2 separate regions of the Gossypium hirsutum genome follow, and region 2 is linked to region 1. A link is a contact called in public Hi-C data. All regions are on one chromosome and are shown on one strand. Each heading gives the region's core, a stretch centred on a gene start, on an enhancer-like site or on the middle of the called end of the contact. The rest is flanking DNA. Distances are from core to core; before and after follow the strand shown. Region 1 holds the start of LOC107955133 (ribosomal RNA large subunit methyltransferase E). Region 2 holds the start of LOC107955141.

What was found. Hi-C and Micro-C count contacts between places; a contact is called where the count stands out from the background.
Region 2: a contact with region 1 is called in a Hi-C map of leaf, with 1.8 times the contacts expected there. The contact joins the promoter of LOC107955141 here to the promoter of LOC107955133 in region 1. A contact is called at or near these places in 2 of 34 Hi-C or Micro-C datasets (both in leaf).

Annotation. Positions count from the first base shown.
Region 1 is chrD04:11,892,847-11,898,347 of Gossypium_hirsutum_v2.1, forward strand. LOC107955133 (ribosomal RNA large subunit methyltransferase E) reads right to left here and starts at 3,164. Exons shown (of 6, transcript XM_041091975.1): 1 at 2,728-3,164; 2 at 2,111-2,571; 3 at 1,962-2,024; 4 at 1,740-1,841; 5 at 662-911; 6 at 272-558. The coding sequence starts at 2,290. The coding sequence ends at 443. LOC121216455 (U6 spliceosomal RNA) reads right to left here and starts at 3,155; the gene lies at 3,053-3,155.
Region 2 is chrD04:12,085,156-12,090,771 of Gossypium_hirsutum_v2.1, forward strand. It overlaps LOC107955141, which reads left to right and starts at 4,250. Exons shown (of 3, transcript XM_016890868.2): 1 at 4,250-4,600; 2 at 4,976-5,313; 3 at 5,391-5,616. The coding sequence starts at 4,328. The coding sequence ends at 5,550. It also overlaps the pseudogene LOC107955139.

The DNA of each region.
Region 1 (5,501 bases), core at 1,914-4,413:
ATAAAATATAAATATCACATGAAAGTACATTTACATTAATGTAAGTATTTTTCCCTCCTCAACATTTTTAAAATAAGTTTGACATCACCAAGTGAGATAAAACTTTCTTTTTTTTTCATGAAACCAAGTAAAACCTAGTTGGAAAACAAAACTATATAAAAACAAATGTTTTTCATGCTTTTCTATCCACATCCAATGGATATGCATGATTCTAGTGTGTGTGTATATATATCTTTTGTATTGATTTTCTTATAAGTACTACTAAGAAAGATGTTCTCAAGAGCATTTCATATTCTGGGTTCGATATGTTTTTTGGATATGAGTATAGAGATATGATACTCCAAATACATTAAAAAAAATTAAACATACCCATATTCGACATTCATATCCGGGAGGTCATTGGGGTAACAAATAGTTGCCGACAACCTAAAGATTCTGAACCTTACTGTGACTTTAAATCTTGACAAATTAAATAAATCTCTCTGGATGAGGATCTTGTAGCCTTGGGCCTTAACCATGTTGATTTTTTGAAGAGTGGTTTGCAAATCTGGCTCAATTCTGCAAACACCATAAACAAAAGTGTGAGAAATGCCATCTACAGATGATGAACACGATTAGTTCCAAGAAAAATAAAGTCAGAGCAACATGGGTGAAATCTCACCTTTTGTATCCTCGCTCTCCAGAAGCTTAATGACGAGATGCCCTCTGGACAGCAATACACCCTTATCATATGGACTACAAGGGCATGACTCTCCTTCATTTTGGAAATTATCATTTGACACGTTCATGGCTCTACCGACAGCTAAATCGAGTGCTCGCATACCTAACTCGAAGGACAAAGCTGCATCCCGAGTTGAAATTCCTGAAACCGAAGGACACATATCTGAAAGTATAACTGAGAACCCTTTTTCCTGCAAAACAAGACACATACATCTGTAAGAAGTTATAAAGAAATTTTTTTACCCTATAGGCAAATAGAAGACTAAGTTTAACTTTGTGTAACATAATTGAAGAGCTATGTTATTTGGATTTGGGTGTAAGTGTATGATATAAGCACCTATCCAACACAAGTGGTCTTCAATTTTTCCATGTCACTGAAAGATCATATCTGGATGAGCATGGACAAAAGTTTCCAGACATTTATTCTTCAAGAAAGATGAAGAGTGTGGTATTCAATTTTCCCATGTCACTGAAAGGTCATATCTGGATGAGCATGGACAAAGGTTCCAGACATTGATTCTTCAAGAAAAATGAAGAGTCGGGCCTTTTAGAAACAAAAGGCCGACCCTTCTAACAGGTAAGCAAAGTTTGATACAAAAAACTACCCCCTAAAGCATCCATAGAATCTATTTATTACCAGATTGTATCTTTTTCGTTGAATAATTTTTTTTCTAACTGGTCTAAAGTGACCAAATCTGTTCTTTGCTTCATTCAAATCATCAAAGCCAGAAAAGATGCAAAGTTTGAATTGACATCAAATCTAGATTTTCATGCAACAAAGACAATTTAGGATGAAAAGAGTGAACAGGAAATTTGTACAGAAAAATTACTAAATCTGCGCAATGACTCGAGAGATTCGAATCCCAGTCAGCAATGACAACAGTTGGCAAACATCATTTAATCACTTGAATTGGCAATGGGCTAAGCATTCAAATTCAAACAAAACCGAGAAAAAACTCCTTAAAAAAAACATTACAAAATTCTAAGATTATGGACATAAAACTTGAACTACTTGCTACCTTAGGCGAGAGTTCCATAACTTGTGGCTTGGATAGTTTCATGACATCAGCGGAAATAGTTTGAACCCTTGCATCACAGTGAAGAGAAGGAACCTTCACCTTCTGTTCTGAAAATCCCAAATTTTATTGCCATAAATTACAATCATACTAAGAAAATCTTTCACTTGTCTTACCAAAACAAAACATAAGAAATTGTAGAGGCTTTCAAGCAGTGAATATTACCTTAACATCAATTCCCACAACAGCCCCACCATTCTTCAATGGACCCAAACTCTGACAAGCAACCTATAACAATATGAAAAATCCATATACAGATCAACAGGGACTCAGAAAAAGAAGAGAAGCAACTTTTTGAAGCAAAAGGGAAAAACCTGAAGCCAAGCACCAGGGGCACAACCAAGGTCAAGAACTGAAAAACCTGGCTTTATTAACTTATATTGATTCTGTATTTGAAGCAACTGAAAACCAAGCAAGAATTTATTAAAAAGAAATGAAACGATGAAAAGAAAAAGTAATGAAAACCGAAACCTTGAAAGCTGAACGAGCAACATAGCCGAGACGTTGAGCTTCCCTGTAGAAAAAATCGGGTGCTCCACCTCCACTCATCGATGCCAAATTTCTAAAACTCTCTTTGATGTAAAACCCTGCTCTGGGTTTTTTACTTTTTTCTCAAAGGCCTCGAAGCTCCCATTTGTGCTTAAGCCTGTAATTGTGGGCCGTTTTGCGAAGTGGAATTTTGAAAATCAGACGACCCTTTATCTATCAATTCAGCATTTGCCGGTCAGACCCATGGGCTTAACTTGACTTGGTTTAGCCCTAGCTTGACCCCAACCTGATATATAACGTTGGATAAAATATGTAAAGAAAGCTAGACGTGGAAGTTTGAAATTCTGTGAAACTGAAATCCATCCAAGTGCTTCTCCTTTGATCAATTGTTTAATTATCTTAGAATGACAATAAAATTTAACAGTTGATACTGCTGCACTACCATGTTGCTTCAACTCTCTTTTCTTTTCCTTTTGGTTGTCAGCTGCATCGTATCAGTTTTGAACTTCCCATCCAAATTCATTCCTCAATGGTTCCCAATTCCAGTTCATCTTGGTACTTCAATTCTGCCAACACAAACCACAGGGTTATGAGCAGTGAGTGCAAAAACAATGGCGCTCCCAAACACAAATATCAACATTTAAATATACTCTAAAAACCCAGAAGCTAATTCACCAAACTCAGGCTCAAATCGAATATGGAGACCAAACCCAGATTCTAACTCTCAATTCTAATCCCACCCATGGAGCTCAACTTCAAAAATAAAAAAAAATTTGGACCATTTCTCGATTTGTGCGTGTCATCCTTGCGCAGGGGCCATGCTAATCTTCTCTGTATCGTTCCAATTTTATCGGATGTCCCCGAGGGGACAGCCTAAGCTGGCTGCTGTTTCTATATAAACTCTTTCAATGCTTTGTTCTTAACTGATGTGGGATATCTAGTTGGTTCGCAACCAGATCATGAACTAGCCTACCTCATCCTGACTAAGTCCCAAGGTGTGGGCTGGATCAGGCCTAGGTGTCGCTCAAATCAAAATCCGTGGGCTGTTGACGTGTCACAACTCCCTCAACTGGAAGAATGGGTCCGAGTCAGCCCAGCTGATCACTAGCATATTGGCTTAGATTATTATTAAAGTTTGAATTGCTAGTGTTGTTCATGTTTCATTACACTTCTCATACAGCCTTAATAGAAGAAAAAAAGGAAGAAATTTTGGAAATAATTGGATGATTTCCAACAATCCAGATAAATGGTAAAGACAATTTAGGATGACTTCTTTTATCAAAGTCACAAATGAAAGAGCCTGGAGATCTATTTTAAATGGTTGGGAACAACCTTTTACTAAAGAATCAGGTGTCAAGATCCCAAAACCTGAAGTGCAATGGACTACAGAAGAAAAGAGGCTTGAAAGTGCTAACTTGAAAGCTTTCAATGCAATCTTTTGCGATGTAGATGGATAAGAGTTCAAACGAATCTCTAAATGCAAGATTGCAGAGAAAGCCTGGGGTGTCCTTCAAACTGCTCATGAAGGTACAAGCATAGTAAAACGATCAAAACTGTAGATGCTCACTACTAAATTTGAGAAGCTAAGACTGTAGAAGAATGAAACAGTTGGGGAATTCTATGCCAAACTCTCTGACTTATCCGACCAGGCTTTTGCCCTTGGAGATGAATACATAAACTTTAAACTGGTCAGAAGGTGCCTTCGATCATTTCTTGAAAGGTTTAGTATCAAAGCAACTACCATTGAAGAAACCAAGGACATTGATACAATGGGCATTGATGAGTTGATTAGATCCCTTCAAACCTTTGAGATCAACCTAGATGAAGCAAAGAGAAATATAAGAAAAGGAGAAAAGAGCATTGCATTACAATTTATTGAAACAATGCTCACTAAGCATGGCACTGCTATAGAAGTGATGCAAGAACAAATCACCTTAGAATCCTCAACAAGGAAAACCCAAAGGAGTTGTCATCAATGAGGAAGCTGCTAGAGATAAAAAGAAGGGAATTCAATGCCATGAATGTCATGGCTATGGACATATTTAAGAAGCCCATGCAAACACCCACTACAACAAAACTATCAAATTGCGACGAATTTCCTATGTGATGTTCAAAATAACATCACAAAAAAAATACTATAAACGTCATGAAAACAAATAATCATCACATTTAATAGTTGATGATGTTTCTTATATGACAATTAGAAAAATTTCATAAGTTTATGTCACTAATTGTTTGGCGCCAAAATTTACCCTTAGGTAATGTTTTTGTGACGTCTCAACCAAAATGATGACGATTATTAATCTTCACCAATGTAAAATGAATTATATATAGTTTTATTTTGAAGAACTTATTATCTCTATGTCTGTATTATTAATTAATAGCCTTTATTCGAGACAATTTGATTCGTCATATTTATCATACATAAAAATGTGGCGTTTTATTTTTGTCACAAAAAATAAGTTTGGCAAAGATTGTTCTTGTCACTCTTTGCTATTTTTTATAATGGATATGGTGATTTATTAACCTTATAGGATCATGTCATTTAATGTTTGGAACCGAGAGTTACAACATGAAAAATTTATGGGATGGTTTTTCTTTTACATTTTGTTTGTCAATATTAAAAAGTTTTTTAGTGATGAATATTCAATTTCTAGTTTTATGAAGAATTTTACTAAAAAATAAAAAAATGAAAAGAGTTTATTTTTGTTATTCTTATATTTTTAAGGGTTATTTAAATTTAATTTCAAAATGGATAGACCTAATATGTAAATAGACTAAAAGTTTAAAAGCATTTAATTGGGTGTTGCTGGTGGTCATGGCGCTATCCCTTTTTTCATCCAATCTAACAAATGTAATTGCTTCATCAAGTCGAACATTTTATATAATTACACTTTAGTTCGGTGTCGCCAATGGCAACGACGAAGCCCAATTTTATTTTTAAATTAGCCAATAATTGGCCCATTATGAAAGGTGGTGCCGCCAATGGAAACAACACTGTGGTTCACTGTTCAAAACGGGTTATTTCATACATGATTTTACAAGTGGGTCATTTTCATAAATAATTAATTTATTTGGATTATTTTTGAAAAAAAAAGCCCCCTAAAGGCTACAATTGATGATGTCTCATACTTAGATAGTGGATGTTCTCGCGACATGATTAGTAATGCAAATTGCTTATCAAATTTTGAAGAAAACAATGCTGGTTGTGTGATA
Region 2 (5,616 bases), core at 3,000-5,499, 190 kb after region 1:
TCAAAAGCATTGCCAAACTAGCCTTAAGATATGGACTCTAGTATCTACAGGCAAATCGGAACGTGTATCACAATGAAAGCACTTATTCTTGTTGGAGGATTTGGAACACGATTGAGGCCTTTGACCCTCAGTATTCCTAAGCCACTTGTTGAATTTGCAAACAAACCCATGATCCTGCATCAGGTATGTTCCTGCATTATGGCCTTTGTTTTTCTGAAACTTGGAAGCATTGCTTTTCAGTTTAGCGGCTAGTGTTTCTCAAGATAAGCTTGTTGATTTTACAGAATGATGTATTTTTTTATATTTGCAGATCGAGGCTCTCAAGGCTGTTGGTGTAACTGAAGTTGTTTTGGCTATTAACTACCAACCTGAGGTATATGAGGTGTTTCAAAGCATAAGATATGTAAAACTAATACATTGGCCAGCAAGGTTAATGGCTATGTGTTCATGGGCTGACCAGTGGACACTTTATTTTTCAGGTGATGTGAACTTCTTGAAGGAGTTTGAAGCTAAACTTGGGATCACAATCTCATGCTCTTAAGAGACAGAGCCACTCGGGCAGCTGGTCCTCTTGCTTTGGCTAGGGATAAGCTCATTGATGGTTCCGGTGAGCCATTTTTGTACCCTTTCAAAGAAATGATTGAATTCCACAAAGCACACGGCGGGGAAGCTTCCATTGTGGTAACCAAGGTGATAATTCAGTTCTAAATTTTATCTTCATTTTCAATTTCAAATTTTATATTCAGAGAGATCGCAATACTTAAATAATAATCAACTAGGTGGATGAGCCTTCAAAATGCGGTGTTGTGGTTATGGAGGAAACAACAGGGAAAGTGGACAAATTTGTGGAAAAACCGAAACTGTTTGTTGGAAACAAAATTAATGCTGGAATTTATCTTCTGAACCCATCTGTTCTTGATAGAATTGAATTGAGACCTACCTCCATTGAGAAGGCAATCTTCCCGAAGATTGCAGCAGAGAAAAAACTATATGCAATTGTCCTACCAGGGTTTTGGATGGACATTGGTCAGCCAAAGGATTAAATTGCTGGACTCGGGCTTTATCTAGACTCCCTGTGAAAGAAATCTTCAACTAAGTTAGCCACTGGTCACCACATAGTGGGAAATGTTTTAGTTCATGAGAGTGCTAAAATTGGGGAAGGATGTTTGATTGGACCAGATGTAGTTGTTGGTCCAGGATGTGTGGTCGAGGCTGGAGTCAGACTCTCTCGCTGCACCGTGATGCGTGGAGTTCGCATCAAGAAGCATGCTTGCATATCAAGCAGCATCATTGGATGGCACTCCACTGTCAGCCAATGGGCTCGAGTAGAGAACATGACTATACTTGGAGAAGATGTGCATGTATGGGATGAAATATATAGCAGCGGTGGCGTCATTTTGCCTCACAAAGAGATCAAATCCAGCATTTTGAAGCCTGAGATTGTCATGTGACAGAGTTCAATTTTCCAGATAATGCTTTTGTTCTTTCAGTTTTCTTTTCTTTTGCCATCCAACACAGTTCTCCAAGTCTGAGTGATGTGTGTTTAGACGGTTCAGGGGTAATTTTTTCTGTTGTTTGATCATTTATATGAAATATGTTATTTTAGTGTATGTATATATAAATAAATAACCAGTTGGTTTATCGAATAAAGAAAGGTTTGTAGATCTTGGAATCAACCAAGTTAAATTCAAGAATGATCCTTTAATTTATTGTTGTCGGAAAATGTTTTCTTTTTAATTTTTATATTTTACTTGAACATTTTAGATGAATTGTTTTCTTCAATCGAGCTCGAACTAAACTTGAATTTTATGTTTTCGAACTCCATTAGAGCTTAATTCGAGAAAAGATCAAACTCATTAGACTAACTAATTTATCTAATAAAAGATTGTCGCAGGGGTTCCAAGTTGACCTGAAGGGGACAAGGAATGGTCAAATCTTCAAATGGTACCCTGTTATTAGAAAACTTGAATACGGATGGGGCGGTGTGTTCTTGTTCGGGCCTTAGTGACTGCTAGTGGCTTGCTGTGCAGTGCAGATGGAAATTGGGTGCATGGGTTCATGCTAAAGATCGGACGTACGGACAGCCTTCCACCGGAGTTGTGGGGGTGTTCAAGGTGATTTGCGGTTAGCCAAGGAGTTCAGGGTAGCTCGTTAGATTGTTGAGTTAGACGAGTTATGGGTAGTTTAGCTGCTGTCTCGGATCTTATGAGCATCAGCATCTATTAAATATGTATATTGGTGATTGCTTGGACTTGATACGAGAGGGATGGGTGATGGAGGTTCGGCATATTTTCCGGGAAGGTAACCATTATGCTGATCATCTCGCTAACCTGGCGCATGAAGGCACGAATGGGCTCGTCCGTTTGCCTAATCCGCCTGACAGCCTTCTCCCTTCACTGCATGCTGACGCCCTTAGGCATGGGAAGCTTAGATTTTAGTGTTGCTGTATTTCTGCTTCTTTTGTAAAGAAAAGAGAGAGAGAGAGTAAACTACCTGGTGGTCACCCAACTTTTGGGTAGGTTTTAATTTGATCACTTAACTTTAAAAACTTTCAATTTCATCACCAATATTTTTTAAATTTAAAATTTTAGTCATGGAAAGTTTAGTGAAATTTTTTATTGGCCTAATAACAAATTAAAATTTTCAATATTTGTATATTTTATCAATTAAACTTTAAATTTAAAAATTTAACAAATTTAACCCTCAACGCTTACAAAATTTATCATTTAGTTCTAATTCTAAAAAAATTATTACATTTACAAAAAAATTCGATTTAATTCTAAAAGACTCTTACAAGAAATCAGTGATGATTTGTTCCAATTTGGCTTCTTCAGTGTGAGATGATGGCACATACTTATAAACAAGCCAAAAGTGGAACAATCAAGCCCTTCAAGGGAAATTGAAACACTTGTGCAGATAATTTCACAGGCATAAGGAAATCGGAGAAAAAAAACCCAATAAGAAATAAGTCAAAAAGAACTAAATTAACCAACGAAACTATCAATTGAAGTAGCGAAAAACAATATCTAAAAGAAGCAACTATCTAAATTACAGGGGAAACCCATTAAAACACACACACACACACACAGAGTTCAGACTCTTGCTTCTCCAAAATTAACTAGGCCTGGTTAAGGAACACGTTTGGGCGCATAGGTCTTTTCCATCTTTTTTTTTTCTTATTTTTACCTTTGGGGTTTTCTTCTCTTCATTCTTGTGCAAAAATTGAATAACTTTCAAAGCAAAGCACAAAATTGCAGAGATAGAAAAGAAAAATAAAACAATTAAAAAGAAAGGAGAGAAGCTGAGAGGGAAGCAATTCACCGATTTGCTAGTAGAGAGAATACAGGATCATTGTTGTGAAAATTACTGAAGTTTGTGAAATTTTGTAAATATTGAGGGCTAAATGGCTAGATTTAGGATCAAATTGATAAAATGTATAAATATTGGAGAGTTAAATTTATTATTAGACCAATAAAAAACCACCCATGTCAGCTTTCTATTAAGTATTTAACAGGGTGACTAAAATTTTAAAATTTAAAAAATTGATGATAAAATTGAAAGTTTTTTAAATTGGGTGATCAAAATGGAACATACCTAAAAGTTGGATAATCACCTAGCTAATTTATCCAAAGAGAAATTACACAAAAGAATTGAGGTTTCATTGATTTTCTTTTTTAAAAATGTATGGTTTTCTTAATAAGATTTGCTGTTTCGGTTAACATAAATTCAACCTTTTTATGCAACCTTTCATTTTTATATTTAGATTTTGACACATAGATAATAACATGAATAATAAATAAATTTAAATATTAAAAATTGTAAATATAAAATTAAGGTTGGTTGAAATTGGATCAAATTTATCGAAATTAGTGAAATTTGAAATTTTTAATAATTTGTTTGATTAAAATCGTAATGGACACGTGCTTTCTTACACATAAAAATTATATTCCAACTTTTCTCTAAAGAATATCTAACAATAGTTTCCATGGAATGAATAATCAATACAGATGCTAAAAACAACAATGCTTTCGAATAAGCATAAGTAATCAAATGAAATAAAGCCGCTTGTTAAGACCCCATGCCTAGAGTTAACATCATATAATCCAGTTGGGACATTGTAGAATAGGCTAAACCCGAGTGGATAAAGTTAGATTTAGAGAATTTATGGGTAACTGCCCAATCCCAGACCAAATTAGGCCCAACAGGGGAAGCTTTTGAATATAGCCCATCAGTACCTCAACATCAATGCTGCCTTTAAAATAACCTAAAACCCTCTTCACGTACTACAATCTAGCTGTTCCCAAAACCCTAGCAACCTTTCTACCCCATGGCTTTCACTTCCATTCTCCGGAAAACAGCTAACTCCTTAGCACCACTCGCTATTCGACTCACCCGAGTCCAGAGAAATTACCACTCTTGCATCTTCACGGCCTTGAACCATGGATTCCAGCCTCAGCAACCTACTGTGAACCGTTTTTACCCAAACACCCTACATTTCTCAACGGCTGTTGATTCTCAAAAATCCGCTTCTGATGAGTCTCTTCTCCGAGTTATTGAGTCTGAGATTCAGTGTGCCGAGGAGAGTGATGAATATGATCAGGTGAGTAATTAATTAGTTTTTCTTTTCCCCATTTTCTTTGTCATTTAGGGTTTGTACGAAAAGTAAGTGGAAAAATAGAAGTTGGATTTTGGGTGTTTTACAATCAAAATCGTGTCAACTGAAGACTTGTAGGGATTGAATTCAAGAGCTGTCTTGGAACATGGTAACACTCATTGTAGCACTTATATCCGACCCGAGAAACATAATTAGAAGCTGCTTTTAGTCGTTTACAATATGGTTATTGAGAGAATTTGTGGGGAAAAAAAACAGAACAATCGCTTAATAGCTAGTATTGATGTTAAGTTTTCAAGCTGAAAACAATGCTTTATTTTGAATTGTCTTTTAATCATTTAAAAAAAATTTGTTTCTTCACAGGCTGAAGGAACTCCAAGTGAATTCCCTTTCAAAATCGAAGACACTCCTGGGCTTCAAACCATAACATTAACACGAGAGTATGATGGTGAACTCGTCAAAGTTAATGTTCACATGCCTGATCTTGTCACTGGTGAAGGCGAAGCGGATGATGACAATGATGATGACACTGAAAAGCCTAGTAAATCAAATGTCCCATTGGTTGTTAATGTCTCAAAAAAAGATGGTCCGAGTTTAGAGTTCAACTGTACCGCTTACCCTGATGAGATTACCATAGATAGTTTGTCCGTTCGAAATCCCAACTCGGAGGATGAACTCGCCTATGAAGGCCCAGATTTCTAGTAAGCCTGTTCGATACATTGTGAAATTGGAATATTGATTTGCATGGAATGCGATTACTAATGTTCTTGTTTTGCAGTGATTTGGATGAGAACCTGCAGAAGGCTTTTCACAAGTATTTGGAGATCCGAGGAATCAAACCGAGCACCACAAATTACTTGCACGAGTACATGATTAATAAGGATGGCCGGGAGTATATTCTGTGGTTGAAGAACCTCAAGAAGTTCATTGAAGAATGAATAGTTTATGAAAAATGGTAAGGTCAAACTAGCACCGTTCCAAGTTGTTGTATGAACTAAGATACG